Regions from separate parts of the Mus musculus genome. Here region 1 is linked to region 2. A link is a contact called in public Hi-C data. All regions are on one chromosome and are shown on one strand. The core of a region is the stretch at or near the end of the contact, and the rest is flanking DNA. Distances in the headings are between cores, read along the strand shown.

What was found. A called contact is a pair of places that touch in the nucleus more often than the background predicts.
Region 1: a contact with region 2 is called in a Hi-C map of brain, with 2.7 times the contacts expected there. The contact joins the promoter of Neurod2 here to the enhancer-like site in region 2. A contact is called at or near these places in 5 of 39 promoter capture datasets (embryonic stem cells, epiblast stem cells, frontonasal cranial neural crest and 2 more), 1 of 15 datasets of contacts at CTCF or cohesin (CD8 T cells), 22 of 484 Hi-C or Micro-C datasets (3T3-L1-derived adipocytes, the C10 cell line, the G1E-ER4 cell line and 15 more), 17 of 115 datasets of contacts at active chromatin or transcription factors (the 230-238 cell line, a beta-TC-6 cell line, cardiomyocytes and 9 more) and 3 of 9 other capture datasets (adipose tissue, liver and pancreatic islet).

The regions. Positions count from the first base shown.
Region 1 is chr11:98,327,581-98,333,273 of GRCm38.p6, forward strand. Neurod2 (neurogenic differentiation 2) reads right to left here and starts at 2,065. Exons shown (of 2, transcript NM_010895.3): 1 at 1,854-2,065; 2 at 1-761. The coding sequence starts at 756.
Region 2 is chr11:98,287,350-98,293,036 of GRCm38.p6, forward strand. No RefSeq gene overlaps it. Among named protein-coding and RNA genes, the nearest start is that of Gm31194, 4.4 kb to the right of the region's middle. Within about 2 kb of position 2,677, at least 15 of the 459 cell types and tissues checked have an H3K27ac peak or open chromatin away from gene starts, as enhancers often do. A contact at or near this core is called in brain, cerebellar granule neurons, cortical neurons and 2 more, where this site is marked.

The sequences.
Region 1 (5,693 bases), core at 815-3,314, 40 kb after region 2:
ACACTGTGCGCCTGCCAGGCGGGAGCACGGGTATGGGTACGGATGCATGGCGAACGGGCCACCCGAGCCGTGAAAGCGGCCGGCGCCGTCCGCGCCCTGCTCCGTGAGGAAGTTACGAGAGTTTAGCTGCAGGCAGCCGGCCACCAGATTCGTGGTGGGCTGTGACAGCCCCTTGCACAGAGTCTGCACGTAGGACACCAGATCCGGCCGCTTCCCGGAGCGCAAGATCTCCGAGAGAGCCCAGATGTAGTTCTTGGCCAGGCGCAGGGTCTCGATCTTGGACAGCTTCTGCGTCTTGGAGTAGCAGGGCACCACCTTGCGCAGGTTGTCCAGAGCCGCGTTCAGGTCGTGCATGCGGTTGCGCTCCCGCGCGTTGGCCTTCTGTCGCCGCAGCTTGGAGCGCTCCAGACGCGCCTTGGTCATCTTGCGTTTCTTCGGCCCGCGCTTCTTGGGCCGCTCGCCTTCCGCCTCGTCCAGTCCTTCCTCCTCCTCCTCTTCCTCCTCCTCCTCGCCGCCCAGCTCTCCTTCCTCCTTGACCTCAGCCAACGTGGGTTCAGGGATCTCTTCTCCTCCACGAAGAGACACTGGCTTGGCGGCCCGGGCGGGTCCTGGAGCCCCCGACCCGGGAGCAGGAGGAGGCTGCGGCGGCGCGTCGCCCTTGTCGCTCCTCGGCTCGTCGTCGTCGCCGTCGCCCCAGCTGGCGAACTTGGGCACGTCCGAGAGGAGGCCGGGCTCGCTGAACAGGCGGGTCAGCATGGTGCCTGAGGGCGCCCCGGGGGCGGGGAGACAGACAGCACAGAGTGAGGGGCGCGCCGGGGTCACCACGACCCCCCAACCCGCCTCCACCCCCCAAGTCTCCGTGAGCGCCCCAGCTCAGGGGCCCCCGATGCCCACTACGTCCTGCTGCCCCGCCCAGAGCCGGCCCAGCCCTGCCCGGCTGCCAGTGGGGGACCGCGGCCCAGGCCCTTGCCCGAGATCCGGGCTCCTGCTCCGCCCCTGGCCCGGAAGGAAGCTGCTCTCGGCCGGTGTCGGGGTCCCAGAGAGCTTGACCAGGTGGGGGGTTAAGGGACCAGGTCCATCTTCCCGGGGAGGCGGTGCTCTCGCCCGAAAGCCAGCTCTCTCCCGGTGACGGAGAGAAGCTGGGCGGCCGCCGTGGGGACGCTGCCCCGGTTCCTCCTCTCCACGGTCCGGCCCCTCGGCCTGGCTCCCCAAGCCCTCCGGTGCCTCTCACCCCCAAGCTCCCTAATCCAATTTGCAAGTTGGCCGCGCGCCGCCCCCGGCCGGGCCCCCACCCCCGCAGCCCCAATTCTAGACACCGGAGCACCGTCTCCTCTCTAGCTGCTGCTTACGGGTCTCCCGGAGCGGGCTCCGGGTGCGGGGACTGAAGAAGCCGGGCGTGGGGAGGAGACCCAAAAGCGAACCCTGTTCGTCTCCCTTGCGGTCAGGGACCCTCTTCCCCTCTTCAAACTCCCTCCCTCCCACACGTCTCTACAGATCTCGTTGTATTTTGAGATCCTTGGGGAAAAATCCAAATTTATTTGTTTGCTTATCTTTTTTGGTGGTGGGAAAAGGTCACAGGTTCCTTCGGGACAGTCATGGGGGGGGTCCCATCTTCGCTTCTTCGAGTGCCTCATGACCCTTCCCCCTCAGCCCATCCTAGGCATACCATCTCCTTCCGCAGCCCCTTAAGCTGCGGCCCCAATGGGAGAGAGAACACGGGGCGCCCCCGCTGCCCATCCCGTAAGGGGGTAGGGTCCCAGGAATAGGAGAACTGGGGGGGACTTCCATGTCCGAAGCAGCGCCCCCCCACCACTAATAGCAGGTCAGATCTAGCTCCCTCTCGGACAACTTACCTCAGAGAGGAGTCAAGGGGAGAGGGGAGGGGAGGGGGGAGGGGGCAAGAGAGAGAGGGGGGAGAAGAGGAATCTTCTCGCTTATTTCATTGTTCCCCCATCTTCAGGGAGCGGGGGCAGCGGTTCCTCAAGGCGGCGGGCGCCGGCGTCTTCAGAGCGCCATGCGAGCCGCGGAGCGAGTGTGGCATCTCTACCAGGCGGGGTACCAGCCTCTATGCCAGGCCATATGGGCTTGGCACGTCACGGGCAGCAGCTATCACATGAGAGACGGTGATTGGCATGCGTCTGCATTGGGGGAGAGCCGGCTCCCCCGGGACCCGCCGCCATCTGTCACTCTCTACTCCAAAAAAAAAAAAAAAAATTAAATAAATAAAGGAAATAAATAAATATCTCTGCCGCCCTCCCCTCCCCGCCCAACGCAGGAAAAGCAGAGATTGAGAGGGAGGTGGGAGGATTTGCCCCCCTCAGATATAGAACCCCCCACATGGGAACAATGGGGTGGCAAGTCTGGGAATTGGCGGTTTGTGGTTGCCAGGCCAATTCAGGGCTCTCTCCAGGGTCTTGATCTGTCCATTTCCCTGTCTCCAGGTCCCTAAGGTGGGTCAGGACCAGACCCTGGGGTGTGGAGAAGGGACCTCGGTGCTTACTGCCGCTCCCCAAGAGAATCCCCTCCACCACAAAGGGACAGCTGAGGCTCCTTCCAGGGTGGGTGTGGGGGGCATCCCTGGCCCAAGCCCCATAGGTAGATGCTGGCACCATGCCATTCCTCATCCCTGTCTGCCCCTCCCCCACCCACCCTCACGCACACACAACATATGTGGCTGAACAAAATTCAAACCAAGGGAAAGACAGAGAAAGGGAAAGATTTGCCTCCCTGGGTGTCTGTGCCTCTGCATGGGCGTGTTGTGCGTGCGCACGCGAGTGCTCATGTGTGTGTGTGTGTGTGTGTGTGTGTGTGTGTCTGTGGGGACATGTGTGTCTATCTGTGTAGTCATCACACAGGAGATCTTTCCTTGGGTGTCAAGGGCAAATGTATGGTGGGGTGGGGTGGGGAGGGATTTGGAGATGAGCTATGTGTCCCTATCTGGGTTAAGGTGGGCACAGATCTGGATTCCTAACCCAGAAGCCCTCTTCCTCCTCTTCCTCCTCCTTCTTGAGTCACTGAGGCCTTACCACCCCTGATCCTTGCCAGGTAGGCCATCCACCAATGCCTCTCTTTTGGCCTTCTGATTTGGTTAGCTGAAGGAAAGGGTATGACTGGTTGCAGGCCGCTTAGAGTTTTTAGACAGGACCCAGCACTCTTCCTCTCTGCAGAAAATACAAAAGCCACAGAGGCTGACCCCATCAGTCACAGGAGAGGCCAGAGAGGAGAAGACCAGACAGGTGTCTTGCTGAGGGAGGTAGGAAATGGATGCTTTATTTTACAGTTCCCCTTGCAAGGTTCCTATCCTGCCAGACACAGATGCAAATGGTACAGGTTAAAGGGAGGAGCTTCCGACACACCCACCTTCCCACCAGTTCCTCACTCTGTGGTGGAGAAAATGGAAACACACCCCTGTTCAGAGTTAACCTGTGTGAGAGACAAGTACTTGCAGTCAGGGGTAGAGACCCTTGACCACACTGGACTCAGGCAGGTGCTGTCTTCAGGCCCAAATTTCTTGTCTCTCCCTTGACCTACCTGTGCACACCCAACAACCTTGGCTCACATATTCAGATGCCAGCCAGCCACATAGCAAGCACAGAACCACACAGACAAAAGGAAGACCGCACCACATCCCTTAGTCCAAGTGGATGCCCTCTGGTCTTACCTGGAGAACCCTTCTCAAGGGAGTCTTGGGCTGATAAGACAAGAATTCGACGTTCAGAATGAACAAGGTGCTCCACAGAGACACATGCTGGCTTGAAAGGCCTTGAGAAAGTCGGTATGAAGCTTGGACACTTGGAGGTCAGGGGCTGAAAGAAGGTCCAAAGGCCAGGCACTTCCTCTTCCTTCCACAGAGGCAGTGCAGGGAAATGGATATAGCTAGGTACCCAGGGGGAGGAGGAGGGGAGCAAGCTGAGACTAGAACCCAGGACCCCTTCACCAACCCAGTTGCCTTGGTGGTCACCAAGGACAAGAAGACCTTTATAGGCTCTGCAACTAGGAAGTCAGAGCCCATCTAAGTCACATAGCCTGACACTGTGGATGGAATCTTGGCAGAGGCAAAAGCAAAACCAGGGGCACTACTGGGTTGGGGGCTGGCTTGCCAGGACACTTCCAGTTTGGGGTATAATTTCAAGGGCGTTCATGACTCTGTCTCCTCTAGCCCCTGGGCTGTGAGGTGTTTTGAACACACACACACACACACACACACACACACACACACACACACTCACAGCGCGCGCGCACACACACACACACACACACACACACACACATGCATGCACACACTCACGTGCATAATATGAGTTCTGATTCTTGGTCTACTCTGTTCACCTGGTTTTCATCTTGTTTTGTTTTTGAAATGGGGTCTCACTAAGTATTCTTGGCTATCTTGGAAATCACTATGTAGACCAGAGTGGCACCTGAACTCACTTTTGCCTTCAGAGTGCTGGGATTAAAGACATGCACTACCACATTGTAAAAGACAATGCTGAATTCTAGACTGGGGATTTAGCTCCAAGGTAGGGTGCTTGCCTCAAGAGCCCAAAGCCCTGGGTTTGAATCCCAGCACAAACAAAGGAACTTTGAGATAGTCTTCTCAGCCTTGGTTTCCCTATCTATAAGTGGTAGTCTGCTTGCTTTATAGGGCTGCTTGCTGGTTGACACTAAGTAGCATGATAGGTTAATGAGTTTAGCATAGGGCCAATAATAAAACACTCTCCCAATACATACCAGCTTTTATTTATTTATTTTAAAGATTTGTTTGTTTAATGTATGAGTGCTCTATTTGCATGTGCACCTACATGCCAGAAGGGGGCATCAGAACCCAGGATAGATGGTTGGGAGTCACTATCTGGTTGCTGGGAATTGAACTCAGGACTTCTGGAAGAACAGCCATCTCTCCAGTCCAACATGTTTTATTATTATTAAGACACCGTGCAGGACAGTGGTGGCCGACACTTTCTCTCCTTTAGCCCCTGGGCTGTGCGTCCCAGCACTCAGAAAGGCAGAGGCAGGAAGATCTCTGTGAATTTGAGGCTAGCCTGGTCTACAGAATGAGTTCCAGGATAGTCATGGCTACACAGAGAAACCCTCTCTGGAAAAAAAACAAAACCAAAAAAGGACACTTTGTAACTTGCTTTATAATATTAATCTCTTGCATATAGCTCATCTCCAATTAGAATGTTTTGTCTACAAAGAATCCAAAAATGTTGTTAAATTAGTGGGTGAATGTATGAATGAATAAGTGGATGAATGCTTCCTTGACAGAGAAAGATAGCCTCTGCCTCCTCCCCATACCAAAAATTAGGTTAAGCCCACTGGGGTCTGATGGGGTCCTCTGGGTGTGAGGCAGAACCTTGTCAGAGAGAGAGAACGCGTGCTGTAGGGCCACCTATCCCTCTATCCCTTGTCTCTCATGTCTGCTCTCTAGATTTAAGCGGCCTCCTTAAGCTCCTATAGGGAAAGGCTTGAGGTAGGGGGCTGGGTGGTCAAGCCTGGGGTACAGAGAACTTGATCCCTCTGGGCCTGTCTCCTGACCCTTCTTTTCTTCCTTCAGAAAAATGGAACAAGTTTTTCTCACTCGACACATTTCAACTTTATTTTTTTAGAAGATACAATAAAAACCAGGGGGAAACTGGAACAGAGGGAGGTGTGGGGTGGGCCTGCCTCAGACATGAGCTCGAAAGAGGTACAAC
Region 2 (5,687 bases), core at 1,427-3,926:
TGTCCTGGAACTCTTTGTAGACCAGGCTAGCCTCAAACTCACAGAGACCTGCCTGCAGTCTGCCTCCCGAGCACTGGGATTAAAGGTGTACTAACAAGTCCGACTTATGTGGTATCTTTTTTTTATCTTTCTTACTTTCTAGTCCCAACCTTAGACTTCTAGTCCAAAGGTTAGCCTAAGTGACTAATACAACATTCATAATGGTGTCCTCTCTCAGTCCCTCTCTCAGAGAGACACACAGACGACTCTCTGCTCCTTTCCCTGGCCACTAACTTCCTTGCTAGCCACCATGCTAGCTCACAGACATGCAATTGTGCCCACCAAACCCCCCTTCACCAAACCTCTTCCAACCCGAGCCTTCTGTGGGAGACAGATGGGGTGTCTGCAGTGGAAAAGGCTCTGGGCTCTATGCCGCCTTAGTAAGCAGCCCCCTCCATCTCCTCACTACTCCCTCTCACAACCTAAGACACTCAGATTCACCCTTGGCAGCCCTGGTGGCTGCTGAGGATTCCGTCTCTCTTCTCAGGCTCGGGCTCAGAAGAAGAGCTTAGGATAGCATTTGCCTCCTGAGACCTAGACCCTTCATGAAAGTACAATGCAAAGGAAGTCCCTCTCGGTGGGTGCCCGTGTGATGGGATCAATGTGGGGGACCTGTGTGGCCTTTCTCTGAGAACTAGACGGCCAGGGTTTAGGACCTGAGTTGACAGAAGAGGCTAAACCTGTGAAGCATCTTTGTTCTAGAAACCCGGGGTCCCTGGAGGGAAACTCAGCTTGGGAAAGGGAAAAAGAACTAACATTACAGAGCACCAACTGTGAGGCAGGCACGGTGCCAGAGCATTTCCATACCTGCACTCAACCAGGGAGGGAGGAGCCGGGGGTTTGTCTTGGGCCCTCAGGATCACAACACAGGTAGCCACCTAGCCTCTGCTTTTGTGGTACCGCAACCAATTGTCCTCCCCAAGACCAGTCTTCTTCTGTCTCTTCTGTATGCTGACTTTACTCCTGACATTCCAGCAGCTCAGCCCCATCCCATTATGCTTTTCATGGTGCTGTACGTCCTGCTTTCTGAGGTCTTCACATAATTCCCATGTGTTTGCGCAACCATTGGAATTTTTAAAAATTATGTGTATGTGTATGGGTTTATATGTATGCAGACAGGTATCCACAGAAGTCAGAAGGGGTCATCAGATCCCCTGGAACTGGAGTTCACTGATCAGCTGTGAGCCCCTCCCTTGATATGTGTGCTGGGAACTTGAATTCAAGTCCTCTGCAAAGGCACTATGTATGCCCAACCACTGAGCTGTCTCTCTAGTCCTTTGTCCAGCCATTTGAGTGACAGTCTTTGTTTGCTTTGATGACAAGTTTCAAAAGAGCAGTTTGTGTTCACCTATGTGTTCTCAGTACCTAGCACAGTGCCCAGCATAAAACAGTTATTTGGAAAGTATTTGCCGAATGAATAATAAAAGATATATTTCTGGCCTAAATTTAACCTATTAACTACTTCTTCACCCCAGAGCTGGAGCATGCCAGTGTGTGAACTGAGAAGTGGGGTCCCGGGGGTGGGGGTGGGGGGTCAGAGCACCTCATTTGCCCTAGAGATGCCATCAGGACAAAGCTAACACTTGTCTTGGGCACACTCTGCCAGACCATAGCCACTCCTGCCTGCTCCCAGAGTTCTCAGATGGCTGAATAACCTCACCCATCCCCCTGTAGAGGACCGAAATCAGTCAAGTGAGTGTATGGAAGGGGAGTTTATCAGGATAGGGTGCCCTAAGAAAATTCCTCTTTTCTGCATTAGCCAAGACTCCAGAGACCATCTGGCACCACCCCTCTGTTTGCTTCTGTCCTCTTTCTCTGGGCTTTGGGGAAACTGCTTAAACCATGAAGAAGGGATGGACAATTTAACAAAAAAGGGAGCTGCTTGTTCCTTGAAACTCCTGGGAGCTGAGTGCAGAGCCTCTGCCAGGTGACCGGAGCACAGGGTCACAGCATCCAGGAGCACCAAGTCCTGTGCCACTGCCCTTTCCAGACCTTGGGAAGCAGGAAGACCTACAGGTTGTCTACTGTCACCAGCCCAGGGTTTTATCTGACTCCTTCACTGCCTGTCTGACCTCAAATAATATCCCCCTGTCTGTGGGGAGTTCAAGCCCAATAGTCCTTGCTGTTCCTAGCCATTCCATAGTCCTAACCTTGTACACATGTAGTTACCAACCTTGCAGTCCAATTGAGCCAGCTCAGTTTCAATACTCAGCCCTCACGGCAGCTTCTCAGCCAGGGGGGGTATCTGATGGTACCCCTTTAGTACCCAAATATCTGGGGTCCTGGATCTGGAAGCCATTCTGTCCAGTGTTGCTCTCTGACCCTACTTGTTCTCTGGGTCTCTAATGAAACAGGACAACCAGGCTGCAGGCCAAGTCCTTGTGTCCTCATCAAAGGCAGCATCTGTCCCCCCTCCAAAAAAGATAACCCTGCTGAGGGGAGGTGAAAAAGGCACATGGGAGAAACTTCGATCTTGCCTGGACCCTCACACCGGATTCCACTGCAGGCATAGATTGTGGGTGAGGACCCAGACAGACGACACAGAGGCCTACACATGCCCTTACAGGCCTGCGTGCCTCTGAGCCGGTGCACATGAGAGCCTCTCCTGGGCTTACCCAACTACCTGGGCTACCGCTGTTGCCAAGCGTCCTTCTTTTATTCATGCGTTGTTTTATTGCTGGCAAATGCTGCTGCTTGCTGCTGTCAGAGGAGGCGTTCCTGCCAAATCCATCCCAACACCTTGGCCTGGCACCAGGGCGGCATGCTAATGTGGAAATTTAAAGAGCCGCTCGGCTTTAAATCGGAATTTTAAATGAGCAGCAGTGCTCTGAGGGGACCCAGGCAAAATCCGGAACAGTATCTGACCTACCCTTTCTCCTCCCATACCCACAAGTCCCTCCTTCCTTTGATATGGACACTGGAAGAGGTAGCGATGTGAGATATGCTAGGGGAAGAGGGAGCTACCAGGACAGATGAATTAATATGTTAGGGTCATGGAGCTGGGCGCCCCCACTTAGAACCAAGAAGGAATTCATTGCTTAGTCCTCCGGGCAGATGGAGGCAGGGACTCTGCCCTTAAAGAACCAGGCTTGGGGGTGGTGAAGCTGGCGTCATCTCTCGAGAGGGCCTGCTCCACGGGGGAGAGATAAACAGGAGGAGAAGATTCCATGAAGATGGGCCACATGTACCAGTGTACTCTAAGATGTGTACATATCGCTGTACACGCAGGTTGGTTAGGATGCTTGCTGAGGCCAACACAGCCTGAATCCACACAGTTCACCCTCACCCCTGCGTGGAAGGAAGTCACTCACACTTGGGGCAGCAGTCTTTCTTCACATGCCTGGGCCATCACCATCGTAACGCAGAGCAAGCCAGCTTTTGCCAACTGCTAGTCTGAACCGTGTCTCAGGTTCTATGAAGATGACATCAACAGAGCTTATATCCCAGTGAATTCCTCCTCTTACAGGTAGACCTTTATTATCAAGAGGCATTGCGTACAAGGCCGTGAGACACCATGTTTGAAAGCTTTCACGGTTTTCTAGGTTGTTAGGCACCTCAGGACTCTGGATATGCTGTACCCAGCAAAGCTTCTGTTACAATTCACTTGGTGGCCTCAACCTGACTCTACACTGCTAAGCCAAGAGATGCTCCCAACCTTCTCTGAGATTCTTCCTCCCCTGAAGAAGATTCTGGCTCCTCCAAGGACTAGTGTGGCTGCCAGCCAAGGTGCTTGGGGCAGGCCTGGGGCATGCAGCTGGCATCTGCCCTCCAGGTCCCTGAGGGGCAGTCCCCTCCACTCTCATGGTCCTACTTAGACGACTCCTGGGCTATAGGGAGAAAGACTTTTCTGTTCCCAGTCCCTGAGAAAACCATGAACTGGAAAGCCTCTCATTTCTCATTCTCTTAGAAGTTATTCCAATATCCTTCATCAAGATATGCTAAAGACCACCCAGCAAGAGCAAACCCTTAATGGAGGAGATGAGTTGGGGAACTCAAGTGGGGGTCTGGGCTGGAGGTATTAAGGTCAAGAAACTGGATGAGAACAGCTCCATGTGAGCGAAGGAGGATGTGAATGGGAGGAGCTTAATTGATCTAATTAGCAACATGTAAATAATATGCAAATAGCATACTCTTTGTTTTAAGGCTACTGGGCCTATGCTTTTTTGGAAGTAGACTGTAAAGGAACTTCCAGGCAGTATCTGAAAACCCCAAGACCTGGGACGACTCAGATACAGTAAGGCTGTGTTCTGCGTGGACTCAATTGCCTTTCTGAGGCCTCAGTTTCCTTACGTGTGAAATGGCAAGATGATACTGGATGGTGTCTAAGGCTTCTTTCTAGTGCTGACAATCTGGGGGTTCCCTGATTTAGGGCATAGTGGAATGCAAGGGGAGGGGTGATTCCATGATGGAATGGAAGCCAAGGCCACCCCCTCAGTTCTATCACACCATCCCCACACTCCTTGCCATCCCAAAGGGGACAAGTTTTTGGAGACAGATTTGTGTCCCACCTTGTGCCTTTATCCAGCTTCCTCTACCTGGTATGTTTTTCCTGTTTCAGCCTCCCACCTAATGAAAGACTCCGAGAGGAGCCCCTCGCTCAGGCCTCAGGACAATAGTGGACACCCAAGAACTCACGATAGACCAAGCTTGATGCATATTACATGAGGCTTTATTCGGGGAAAGCCAGAGCTCTGGGGAGGACACATATCCCACACAGGGGTAGAGGAGTCGACCTCGAGGGGAAAGAGGTCCCAGTTTTTATAGGCCCTCAGGGGAGAAAGGTGAAGGGGGGGGAGTAGGGGATTTTCAGATCTAAACAATGTCTATTCTCAAGAAATGGGTTTGGGAGGGGTACAAGGAAAGAGTCTGGTGCAGGTGCAGCAACTCAGGATTGGCCGGGCTGTGGTTGCTGGGGAGATTTTCTGACTCTTTCTCAGCAACCAATATCACAAACACCTGGCAATGGGCTTCATCAGTGGGCACACACATGGGAATGGTCAAAACATTGGCAGACACACAGGTTCAAGGAGTGGCCAGAGCATTGTGCACCTCTATTTTTCTAAATCAGTGAAGCTAGTTCTGCTAACAGTGACATCTATCTTGCCAATTTCAGGGCTTCGGTGACCTTTCACATTCTGTCAGGATCTTTCACTAGCTGAACTTCAGCTCCAAAGCTTTCCTAAGCTTCTCTGCTCCCCAGTTAAGCGAGTCTCTGTGCAGCGTCCAGTGCTGCTTATCCTCTCTTAGTCTTGATTCAAGACTGAATCTTAGGGCTGAAGAGATGGCTCAGTGACTAAGAGAGCATACTGCTTTTGCAGGGGACCTGAGTTCAGTTCTCTCAGCACCTACAGTTGTGAACTGCTTGTAACTCCACCTCCAGGGAATCCAATACTGCTGTGTTCCATGAGCACATACAGACACATATACATAATTAAAGATAATACCTTCCCCACACTCTGGTCTTGGGGATTGAACCCAGGGTCAAAGGATCTCTTGCAAGAGTTATACATTGAACTACAACCCTAGTCTTTAAACATTTTTTATTTTGAGAGAAGGCCTCTTTGAGATGACCAATCAGGCCACAAATTTAAGAAAATCTAGGTCCAGTCTCCCTGCTAGCTGTAACTATAGGCATGCCCTTATCTTAT